Linked DNA regions of Mus musculus: region 1 is linked to region 2. The links are chromatin contacts, called in public promoter capture Hi-C maps. All regions are on one chromosome and are shown on one strand. The core of a region is the stretch at or near the end of the contact, and the rest is flanking DNA. Distances in the headings are between cores, read along the strand shown.

Region 1 (5,512 bases), core at 1,077-3,576, 610 kb before region 2:
GTGCAGTGTTGCCAGCCCTGTGTGTCTCTGATATTCTTTCTTCTCTTGGCTGAGTATACTGGTGACAATTCTGCTCTGTTTTTGCCTGCCTGCTTAAGTTTTTTATTTTCAATGTTGCCCCTGTCTTTTTTTTAATTTAGTACACTTTGAAGTTTGTAGAAGATTTCTTTTGCAGTGATTTTCTAGTCTTCCCATAGAAGAGGGTGTTTATAAAATAGGAATTTTAGTGGAATTTCAAGTTATAAATACACAATTATATATAAATTTTAATTTATCAATAAAGTTTAATACATACATGTAAATTTTTAGAGACAAGAGCTATTTAATCCATCTTAATCTTAAACTCACAATCCCCTGCCTCAGCCTCCCAACTGCTGGGATTTCAAATATATACTGAGTACAGTATGCATTTTTACAGTATTTATTTATGTTTATCTATAGATAATCTCTGTCTTTTACCTGTCTTCTATTTATTTCTTCATGATTTTCATGGTCTTATTTTATTTTATTTTATTTTTATTTTGGTTTTTCGAAACAGGGTTTCTCAGTATAGCCTTAGCTGTCCTGGAACTCACTCTGTAGACCAGGCTGGCCTCGAACTCAGAAATCTGCCTGCCTCTGCCTCCCGAGTGCTGGGACTAAAGGTGTGTGCCACCACGCCTGGCTTCATGGTTTTATTTTAACTGAAAATAAATTCCACCCCCCCCCCCCATATAACATTCTGATTATGGTTTCTCCTTTCTCATCTTCCTAGGTCCTTCCCACCTTCCCACCTATTTAGCTCTACCTCTCTCTGTCTCTCTGTCTCTCTGTCTCTCAGTCTCTCTCTGTCTCAAAAAAAAAAAAAAAAAAAAAAAAAACCCCAGGCAAATAAGAAAACAAAACAGAATAGAACAAAAACAAACACAGAGAAAAAAAAAGAAACAAAGAAAAATCATGAGAAGTACGTACACATGCACTGGAAACTCAGAAAACCACAAAACCAGAAATCATAACACATAAGCAACGGATCAGTAAAGCTACAACTACAAACGCCCAGGCAAAGCACTTGAGACAAAATACAACCTCCGATGGATTCCTGCGTCTGTCTGAGATGGCCGTCTGTGTCCAGATGTGCGTGTTAACATGTCTGTTAACTACATCAGTGTGTCAGTGGCATCTGCTCTGGGTTCCAATCTCCTGCTCAGGTTCCTAACCAGTCCTTTGGTATGGGAGGAGTTTTCTGAGCATTCCTCTCTTCCTTTAGATGTGGTTGTGCTTTGCTCTGACATGTAATCCAATGCCTTTGACTCAGCTTAAACCTTCCATGGCTCATTTTAGGTTCTCGAGGTTCTGGGATAGGCGTTTCTTGGGGACTAGACATGGCCTTTCTTAAATCTAGCCGATGTTCATTCTCTCCCTCTGACAAGGTCTGATTGATGGAGCCCAGGCTGGCTTTGAACTTTCTGTGCCTGTGAATGACCTTGAACTCCTGATCTTTGTGCCTCCACTTCTCAAATTCTGGGATTATAGATAGGCATGTGCTAATGGATCCAGCCATCCAGTATTTCTTGTATCATAAGGTCTCTCCACTCAAGCTTATGTGAATGAGGTTGCTTTCATGGAGCCCAGGGATGGAGCTGAGGTTGTCAGGCTTGTTCATTGGCTGCCATTGCTCCTTGATTTAACCATCTGCAGCTGTACCGTGGGGCAGCACTTGGGGAGCAGAGGCCGGAGAAACAAGGGAGCAAGGTCAGACCCAGATAGGCCAAGGGCAGCCTGCGCCAATGACAGCGTTTCTGAGCCAAATTATAAAAACGAAATGTTTGCCGTTACTCAAAAAATACAGATTAGATCACAATGGCACAAAATATCATAAAAAGGAAAAACTCTTAATAATTGCTTATTTAAGGATTCTTACACAATTTCAGGATCACCACAAATTGCAACAAGCTCCTGAAAAGTAGGTTTATGCTCATAGAGGGAATCATGAAATTATTTTGTCCTTTCATAAATACCTTGACTTTTGGTAACATGCCGTAATGAGATCTCTTGTCTTCTTTCTCATTCTTCTACTAAAATATAATTTAATATTCTGCTAAAATTTAATTTAATAAAGGAACAGAATCTTCCTTCCTTGCATCTCAGGGAGTGGGAGGGAAAAAAGGAAGGTGTGAGGGAGGGGGAAGGAAAGGAGAGAGACCAGCACAGGCCAGAGCACTTCAGATGGAGCAGAATCAAACAGGAGCAGACGAACCTTGAACCTCATATGCGGCTCTAAGAAGAGCTGTGCTGTTTGGGGTCAAAGTCTACCAAATCCTCTGCCACAACCACAAAGCCACAGGAAAGTGGTGAAACCAGTTACTGCCACAAGACCAGAAAGAAATCAAGTCTATTACAAGATATTTACAGAACTGGATATGTTTATCTTCAGAAACGCATGGCACAGAGGAGAGCAGCAGCCCTCTTCTGAAATGGAACACTCTCACAGGCTAGACAAAGCCTGCTGCAGTCCACTTCTGCCTCCATCTTTTTGGGATCACACCTTCTCCCAGCTGTAACCCTGCCTGGGGCCCTCAGAGTCTGCTCTGGTACCTGGCTGTGGTACTGCAGGCCAAGATTCAAACCTCAGCTGTTAGGAAAAGTACAACCTCAGACAGCTTAAGCTTTATATATTTTAAATCCTTTTCTACAGTTTTACAACATGCCGATACTTTCCAATTTCCTGGACAGTTTCACAGACAAGCTGAAGGAATTGGGGATGGTTGAACACCATCAGGTGTCAGAAGTAGATAGAGGGAAGGAGGATTAGAGCACTGGGCACAAAGTGTCTCTAAGAGAGAGAAAGTACTGGCCTGGGAGGGAAGGTTTTCCTCTTGCCCTCTCTTGCCCTCTCTTGCCCTCTCTTGCCCTCTCTTGCCCTCTCCTTCTTCCCCCCTCTTCCCCCCTCTTCCCCTCTCTTTCCCTCTCCTCTTCTTCCCCCCTCTTCCCCTCTCTTCCCCTCTCTTCCCCTCTCTTCCCCTCTCTTCCCCCTCTTCCCCCCCTCCCCTCTTCCCCCTCTTCGCCTCTCTTCCTCCCTCTTCCCCCCTTTCCCCCCTCCTCCCCCTCTTCGCCTCTCTTCCCCTCTTTCGCCCCCTCTCCCCCCTCTTCCCCCCTCTTCGCCTCTCTTCCCCTCTTTTCCCCCCTCCTCCCCCCTCTTCCCCCCTCTTCCCCCCTCTTCCCCCTTCCCCCTATTCCCCCCTCTTCCCCCCTCTTCCCCCCTCTTCCCCCCTCTTCCCCTCTCTTCCCCTCTCTTCCCCTCTCTTCCCCTCCTCTTCCCCCACTCTTCGCCTCTCTTCCCCCTCTTCCCCTCTCTTCCCCCTCTTCCCCCCTCCCCTCTTCCCCCTCTTCGCCTCTCTTCCTCCCTCTTCCCCCCTTTCCCCCCTCCTCCCCCTCTTCGCCTCTCTTCCCCTCTTTCCCCCCTCTCCTCCCTCTTCCCCCCTTTTCACCTCTCTTCCCCCCTTTTCCCCCCTCCTCCCCTCTCTTCCCCCCTCTTCGCCCCTCTTCCCTTCTCTTCGCCTCTCTTTGTTTTGTGGCCTGTAGGCCACACCCAGGCCTTGGGAATGCTAGGGAAGTGTCCTGCCACTTGGGTTTTGCAGCACATGATTCTACCTCAGGAAGAGCTGACACTGGTGCCTTGAATTCTTGACTCTCCTGTCCCCATGTCCCAAGTTCAGGAACTGTGCATGTATGCCACTATGCCTGGAGAACTCAGTTTTTCAAACTTTCTTTTTCTTTTTCTTTTTCTTTTTCTTGATTCTATTTTTTTTTCCTTATCTACATTTTAGAATGTAAGCATTTGTCAGCACTGATGCCAATTCTCTCTTTAACCACAAGATGGCACTCGAGGGCTAATCTTTGGGGAATAAAAAGGCTTGCTTTTTCTTAAAAATACATCTCTGTAATTACGTAAACCGGCAAGAATGATATTTAAACCAAATCACTCTGAAAGGACAGCACAAACATACATGAAGTGTGTTAAATGAATGTGTTTCTATGTAACTGGAGGGAAAGGGAATCAGCTATTCCAAGAGAAAGATGATTTGTGTTTTATGTGTTTAAATACAGACAACCAAAAAATAAAAAATAAAAAAAAAAAAGAAAAGACAAGAAAAAACCACAACCAGTTAAAATCATATGTAAGCATAATACATACTAACTCCATAAATCAAAATACAAGACGGCTGAGTCCAGAGTGGGCTCTGTAAATACAAGAAAGGTTTACAGTGATATTTGACCCTCTACAGGTATTCACCTCCTTTTCAATAGACTCCAGTGAGATGAAGAGTAAATGCTGAAGTTGGTACACACATGCAGTCCCTTTCCTTAATGGTGGACGTAATTTGCTCTTGCCTGTACACAGTCAGGGTATGTATACTTACTGAAACTTTATATCTTTAGGAAGTACATGTTTTAAATTTCAAATAAGGTTTGTACTTATAAACACAATTTGATTGATCTCTGTGCCTTATTTTTTAAAAAACTGGTAAATTAGAGAAAGCTCTTGAACTGGTGACTCAGGTGACAGTGGAGGTGAGGAGCCTGGGCTGGATGCTGTGCACTGGGTGATCACTGGGTGATGGATGTGGAGCGTGTCAGCTGTGGCTCTGTAGGATGCTGATGCATCTTTGTGTGCTACACTTGAGCTCTGCCTGCCAACTCCGATACAACGTTGGGCATGAGGGGGGCGTGCCTAGTGAGTGAACAGTAATCCCCCAAGCTACTTCCTGCCCCTTCTATACCTCTTTCTTAGCTTATGTCGCTGGAACAAATCACCTGAGATTATCAACCTAAAAAGAAAAAAAGGTTTTTTTGTGGGTCGTGATTTCAGTCTATGGTTGGTGGGTCCCATCACTTTGAGTCTTTGACAAGGCGGGGCATTATAATAATAAAGCAAAGCTTCATACTTCATGGTGGTCAGAGAACAAAAAGAAGGATGGACTGGGGTATCAGTGCTCCCCCAAAAGCATGCCTCAATGATGTAACTTCCCTTTACAAGACCCTACCTCCTGAAGATCCCACCAACTCCTGGTAGCACCACAGACCATGCCCGTAGCTTGGTCTACTGGTTGCTTTACTGTTGCTGTGGTAAAATACCATGACCAAAAGCAACCTGCAGAGGAGAGGGTTTGTTTGGCTTACAAGTTACAGTCTATCATCAGGAGAAGGGAAAGCAGGAACTCAGGGCAGGAACCTGGAGACAAACTGAAGGAACATGAAGGAACAAGCCATGAAGGAACACTGCTTCCGGAATTGCCAAGCTGCTTTGTTTTTTCACCCAGGGCCACCTGCCCAGGGTTGGTGCCACCTGCCCAGGGTTGGTGCCACCTGCCCAGGGTTGGTACCATCCCTGCAGGCCCTCTTCTAATAATTAGCTATCAAGGACGTACTGACGGGCAACCTGATGGGGGCATTTTCCCAATGGAAGTTTCTCTTCCCAGATGACTCTAGTTGGTATCATGTTGACCAAAAACCAAGTGGGACTCATGATCTT
Region 2 (5,467 bases), core at 2,666-5,165:
ACGTGTGTGCAGAGTTCCAGGCCAGTGAGAGGGCCTTGTGCTAAGGAAAAGTATAGATGGTGCACGAGGAACAACACTCTGGTCTCTAAACCCAGATATGTGCATATACACATAGGCACACCTGCACCCACATAAACATAGGCCAAAACTGACGTATTCATCCCAAGTGGAAGACAACAAAGTTGTCAAGTTCTGGCTGATATGATTGGTGATCATAGAAGCCTTCATGTTTGGGTCAGTACATTTTCAGGCCCATTCTGGAATCCAGCCTGCTCAGACAGCTCTTTCCTGAGTGTACAGATTGTGGACAAGAAGTCCATTTCCATGGTTTGGCTTTGTATCTGTGCTGGCAACATTGTCTATATTGGTGATTGACCATTCAGGGCAACCAGACAAGGAGTCATCAAACGTACTACCTTTGGTCCACATTACTGTAGGTACAGTCTGAATTTTCTGCTCACCAGGTCCACACCCCTGGGTTTAACCAATCAAGGGCTGTTAATATTCAGAAAGAACAAAAATAATGGAATAAAATATTATACAGAGGCCAGTGAGATAGCTTAGCCAGTCAGAGCATTTGCTGCTAAGCCTGAGTCCACAAGACCCACATGGTGGGAAAGAACCACATCCCACACTTGTCCCCACCCCCACAAGCTTGCTGTGACACATGCACCCACATACATGCACATACACAAATAAACATTAAAAAGTAATATGAAGCCGGGCATGGTGGCGCACGCCTTTAATCCCAGCACTTTGGAAGGCAGAGGCAGGGGAAATTCTGAGTTCAAGGCCAGCCTGGTCTACAAAGTGAGTTCCAGGACAGCCTGGGCTACACAGAGAAACCCTGTTTAGAAAAAAAAAAAAAAAGTAATATGAGACAAATGTGACACCTACATTGTATTCTCACACAGCACAGCGTCTATGCCATATTTAGTTTTCTAATATAAAGATGATTTAAGGTAACTGTGTGGATTATAAGCAATTAAGCACCCCATCTTACAGGACCCTCACTATACAATAACAAATTCGAGAGACTAGCAGTAGTGAAGCAGTTTTTAATAAACCATTTTGCAGACAGAGGCACCAGCATTGAGAAAAGGCAAAAATGGCTGATTTGGCACAGGTCAGGGTTTTCTGAAGTTCTTGATCATGTCCTGTTCTCTCTTCTCCCATAGACCAATGCTCCAGAGAGGCCCAGTCTTCAGTTCTTCTAGCATGCCTGCCTTCCCAAAGCCCCTGTTCTCCTGGCTCACAATGCAAAGCCCTACCTGGTGGTGAGTACTCTGGGACCTGAGATACCCCCTTTTCTAATTATGGCACAGTCAAAGTGCAGCCTGCCCGCAACTTCTCAGCTTTCAGAGTGTTCAGACAAGCAGATGCCAGCTAGCAGCTAGCAGCTAGCAGAGAAAGGCCCAGGTCTCCTGCTTATCCGCCACTCTCTGATGAGCTCTAACTGCACCTCACGCTGAAAACAGACCATGACAATTTATTTCTTACAGACGTAATCTTTTACAGAATTTGCTAACTGCAGAGGTCCTGGACTGATACCCTTGAATGTACCAAGGAAAGACCTTCATGTAAAATGCAATCCTGTCTTAAGCTTAGTCTCCAATGGGCACATATGACTTACAAACATAAATTCACTGGAATTGTGTTAATCTACTCTAGTGGTATCTATGAGAAAGGAGCAGTTGCTTTATGGAGATTTGATCTTAAGGGAATCACCCCTGGGGAGGAGCGATGCTTAAGAGAATCTGAGCAGCAAGCTGGGGACAAAGACCTAGGGTATAAGTATGGCGAGCCATGGGATGGTGGGAACGATCAGTGGCGTGATCAAGACAAGGAATGAGACTGTTAAGCGCAAAGTCAGCCAAATGCAGGGCATAGGTAAAGGCCCACAACAGTGCTACAGGGAATGAGCAAGCAGAGTCACCCTCCCTGAGGGGGCGTTTCAGCAGAGAGGCGGAAGCAGCAGGGCTTAGACGACGATAAGGTGGCGAGTGGCAGTGTAGGAATCCTGGAACTATTAGAGTTTGGCCAAAGAGGGAAGAGCAACAGGCCAGTGGCTAATGCGTGATGATGTTTAGTAACTTTCTGTTGTTGTCTTCACGCTTTCCTTCTCACTCCACAGTACTCCCAAAGTGGCAGAAATCCATTTGAACCCTAAAACTCACACTATGCTAAAAGCTCCTACCGACAAGGCTCACTCCTGCCTGGGAGCCTTCCTTTTCCCCACCCATTCTCTGTCCTGGGCATAGGCCAGGGGACTGCTGAATGAGGCCCCTGTGAGCAAGGGTGGAGCTGAAGGGATCCTCCCCACAGAGCTGACCGGCCTCTCTCCCACATGGAAAGCTGTGGTGGTCTGAACACTCCTGGGCATACAGATACAAATCCCAACTTCTTTCTCTGTTTGTCAATGTCTGACCCATCCAGGAAAGTCTACATACAGAGCTCAGTTTAGATCTTGAAAACTGGAAAAAGAAGGTCTTGCAATTTATGAGTCCCTCGATTTTCAGAAGCCACTCAAGTGGTACCGGAAGGTCCGTGCTGGATTCAATGTTCCCGTTATAGTTTTGGTAAATTCTTTAACCTGCCCAGGCTTTTTAGTACTCTCCTCGGTGACTTTAAAGTACCCATAATAGCGTCTTCCTTATAGGGCTTCAAGAGGGTTCTTGAGACACACCAGTGAAATGTTTGTCACGGTGCTTGGCAAGGCAGCTTGAAATAAGTTGAAATACAAGTTATTGTTGAAGGGAATGGGCCCCAGAGGAGCTGAGAGAAAGTCCAATGTTATTGTAAATATACAAAGAAAACGTGTTCCTTAAAACTTCTTTTAAAGTATCTTGTAGAAACAAATAACCAATTCCAAATCCACATTTACAAATCATCAGATTTATAGGAGAAAAAAAAGTTTCACCTCTCTAGTGGACCTGCTCAATTAAGACAGTTAACCTTCTTAACCAGGGGGCGGAACTGGGGGCGTTGCATTAATTTCCTGGCCTGTCAGGACAGCTTGCATAAGAGAGCCCTTGGGTATATTGTTATTGCTTTAATGAAAATTCAGGTCCAGCCCCCTTGGTGGAACAGGTCCAGCAGAGACTGGACTTTTCAAAAGCCTGAACCCAGGCAGCAGGCCCGGCAGGGGAGGAAGCGCCTTTCCCAAGCCAACCAGAGGGCAGGGAGAGAGGCTTGGCACCTGCGGGCCCAGATCGCTGGCTTAACGCCCCAGGGGGATGAGTGCTCCGGTCACCCCGGCCCTCCCAACACCTGGCCTCGAGTCAGCGGGAGGTGCCCCAATCCCAGACCAGAATAGCACAGCGCCACGCAGGGTCTGCACGGCGGGCTCACCTTTCCCCGGCATAGCCATTGCGAAACGTGGGGTGTGGGGGGATGGGGTGGACGGGAAGCCGAATAGGGGTGTGGGGGCGGGGGTACTGCCAAGGTCAAGGGAGCGTGCGCGGGGCGGGGACGGGATGGTGGCGCGCACGGAAGCGCCGGCCCAGAGAAGCCCGCACGTAGCACACGCTCAGCCCGGCCCGCGCGTCCCTTACCCCGTTGGCTGCAGCGATGCGTACGATGAGCTGGATGGCCTCGGTCATGTAGAAGCGGCCGTCCCCGCCCACAACCAGCGTGGCCTCCTGCCTCAGCGCCGGCTCCACGGTAGAGACGATGCTCTGGATGAAATTCTCCGCATAGTTGGCGTTGCTCTGGAAAACCTTCACTCGCTTCCGCAATCCGCTGGTGCCCGGCTTCTGATCCGGATATGCCTGCGTCTTCACTGTCACGATCTTCACCATGGTGGCGGTTGGCTGCGAGGCGACAGTGGCTGCGGCTCTGGCTGCTGCAGAGGGCTCAGGGTCCGCTCTGCTCTTGCCCTGGAAACGATGGCCCAGGGCCTGCCCACGGCCCGCCCACTTCGCCAAAGTCCGGCTGCCTGGGAAGAGGGACGGGTCACGGGGTCGAGAGGGGCGGAGTCTCCCCGACTGACACATCTCTACCTGAGCCAATGGTCTATATAAAGAAACTAGCTCTTTAACTGGAGAGCAGAGCTTCATCTATCGATCATAGTGCAAGGACGAAGAGTTCAGCACGTTACTGTGATTGGACTAGAGTGTCACGTATACATTCCAGAAGCTGGTCTAAAAGACAGAAAAGCCATCCTCCGACTTTTTTTTTTTCTGCAAGGACAGGCTCAACCCCAAAGTTATATTCAGCTTTCTACTTTTTATGTGTTTGCTGTGGGCCACATGCTACTTCATTAGTGATTGTGGATATCCGAAGAACTGATTTGTTTAGTGTATAGTTTCTAGATCTTCCAAAAGTACGGGTTTTATTTTTCCGTGCTTCTGCTCACAACACTGAGAAATTCCGATAATAAAATCCTTCCTCGCCGGGCGGTGGTGGCACATGCCTTTAATCCCATCACTTGGGAGGCAGAGGCAGGCAGATTTCTGAGTTCGAGGCCAGCCTGGTCTATAGAGTGAGTTCCAGGAAAGCCAGGGCTACACAGAGAAACCCTGTCTCGAAAAACAAAACAAAATCCTTCATCACTTGAGGAAGTTCAGCTCAGTTTGGGTCTGAACAAGCCAGGCAGGCTCTTACCAGGGTTGGCCTGTCTGTCATCCATCACGTTTGACAACTAGGAAATGGAAACTTTGAAGGCAGCCTAGATAAACATAGATACAGCTATAAGGCGTCAAAGGATTACTGTGACAGCGGACCCAGTGATTGTGAAAACAGCAAGAGCTAAGGCAGTCAAAAAGGATTTGATTATTCGGTAGGAATATTTTCTTCTGCCTTTCTTAGTTTTTTTTTGTTTTTGTTTTTGTTTTTTTGTTAAGAGTCTCTGCTTGACAAATGTGTCATTTTAGTATACCAAGAAAACAAATACCTTTAAGAAAGTTAAGTCTGTGAGTGTCCATCTTAAACAAATGTAAAACCTTTCAAAAAGGATTTCTGCAAGAAAGAGGTTGTGGTGATGATGACTGTGCCTGTATTCCTACACACACACACACCCAGAGAGAGAGAGAGAGAGAGAAAGAAAGAGAGAGAGAGAGAGGGAAAGAGAGAGAGAGAGAAACATTCCATAGAGGCATAGACCTATACAGACTTGAAATGACCCCAGCTTAGTACAGTCCACGTGAAATCAGTATTAGTTGATGCAGTCATCAGACTGTACTTAAAACCTATCAAGCCTAAAATTATCAGCTCCTCTCTCCAGTTGCAGTACTAGAACATACTGATAACCCATGAACTGAGCTTGTACTCATACTTTCACAGTGGCTAATTGGTGTCTCTTGATCAAGCAGGGAGGTTGGCTGACATATGTAAGTTCTGCCTCAGAACAAATGCTAATAGGTATATGGATATGAAGTTTATGTGTATACAGCATAGCTGGTTATAATCACTGTCATTGAGCTTCTGTGGTAGCTATGTGGAAACTGACAGCTGCTCATAATTTCTA

The links. Promoter capture Hi-C pulls out the DNA fragments that hold promoters and counts their contacts.
Region 1: a promoter capture Hi-C map of liver shows a contact between it and region 2, with 6 times the contacts expected there. The contact joins the enhancer-like site here to the promoter of Pgm1 in region 2. A contact is called at or near these places in 13 of 39 promoter capture datasets (the 3T3-L1 cell line, 3T3-L1-derived adipocytes, the C10 cell line and 8 more), 2 of 15 datasets of contacts at CTCF or cohesin (pro-B cells and stem cell-derived epiblast-like cells), 5 of 484 Hi-C or Micro-C datasets (cerebral cortex, muscle stem cells, nephron progenitors and 2 more), 11 of 115 datasets of contacts at active chromatin or transcription factors (bone marrow-derived macrophages, craniofacial prominence, embryonic basal ganglia and 8 more) and 3 of 9 other capture datasets (adipose tissue, embryonic tail and liver).

Annotation. Positions count from the first base shown.
Region 1 is chr4:100,536,440-100,541,951 of GRCm38.p6, reverse strand. All of the region lies in intron 8 of Ube2u (ubiquitin-conjugating enzyme E2U (putative)), which reads right to left. Among named protein-coding and RNA genes, the nearest start is that of Ube2uos, 11 kb to the right of the region's middle. Within about 2 kb of position 2,326, at least 7 of the 459 cell types and tissues checked have an H3K27ac peak or open chromatin away from gene starts, as enhancers often do. A contact at or near this core is called in liver, where this site is marked.
Region 2 is chr4:99,927,899-99,933,365 of GRCm38.p6, reverse strand. It overlaps Pgm1 (phosphoglucomutase 1), which reads right to left and starts at 3,915. Exons shown (of 11, transcript NM_028132.3): 1 at 3,555-3,915. The coding sequence starts at 3,800. BC062258 (a long non-coding RNA gene) reads right to left here and starts at 3,548. Exons shown (of 2, transcript XR_003955079.1): 1 at 3,352-3,548; 2 at 1,039-2,721.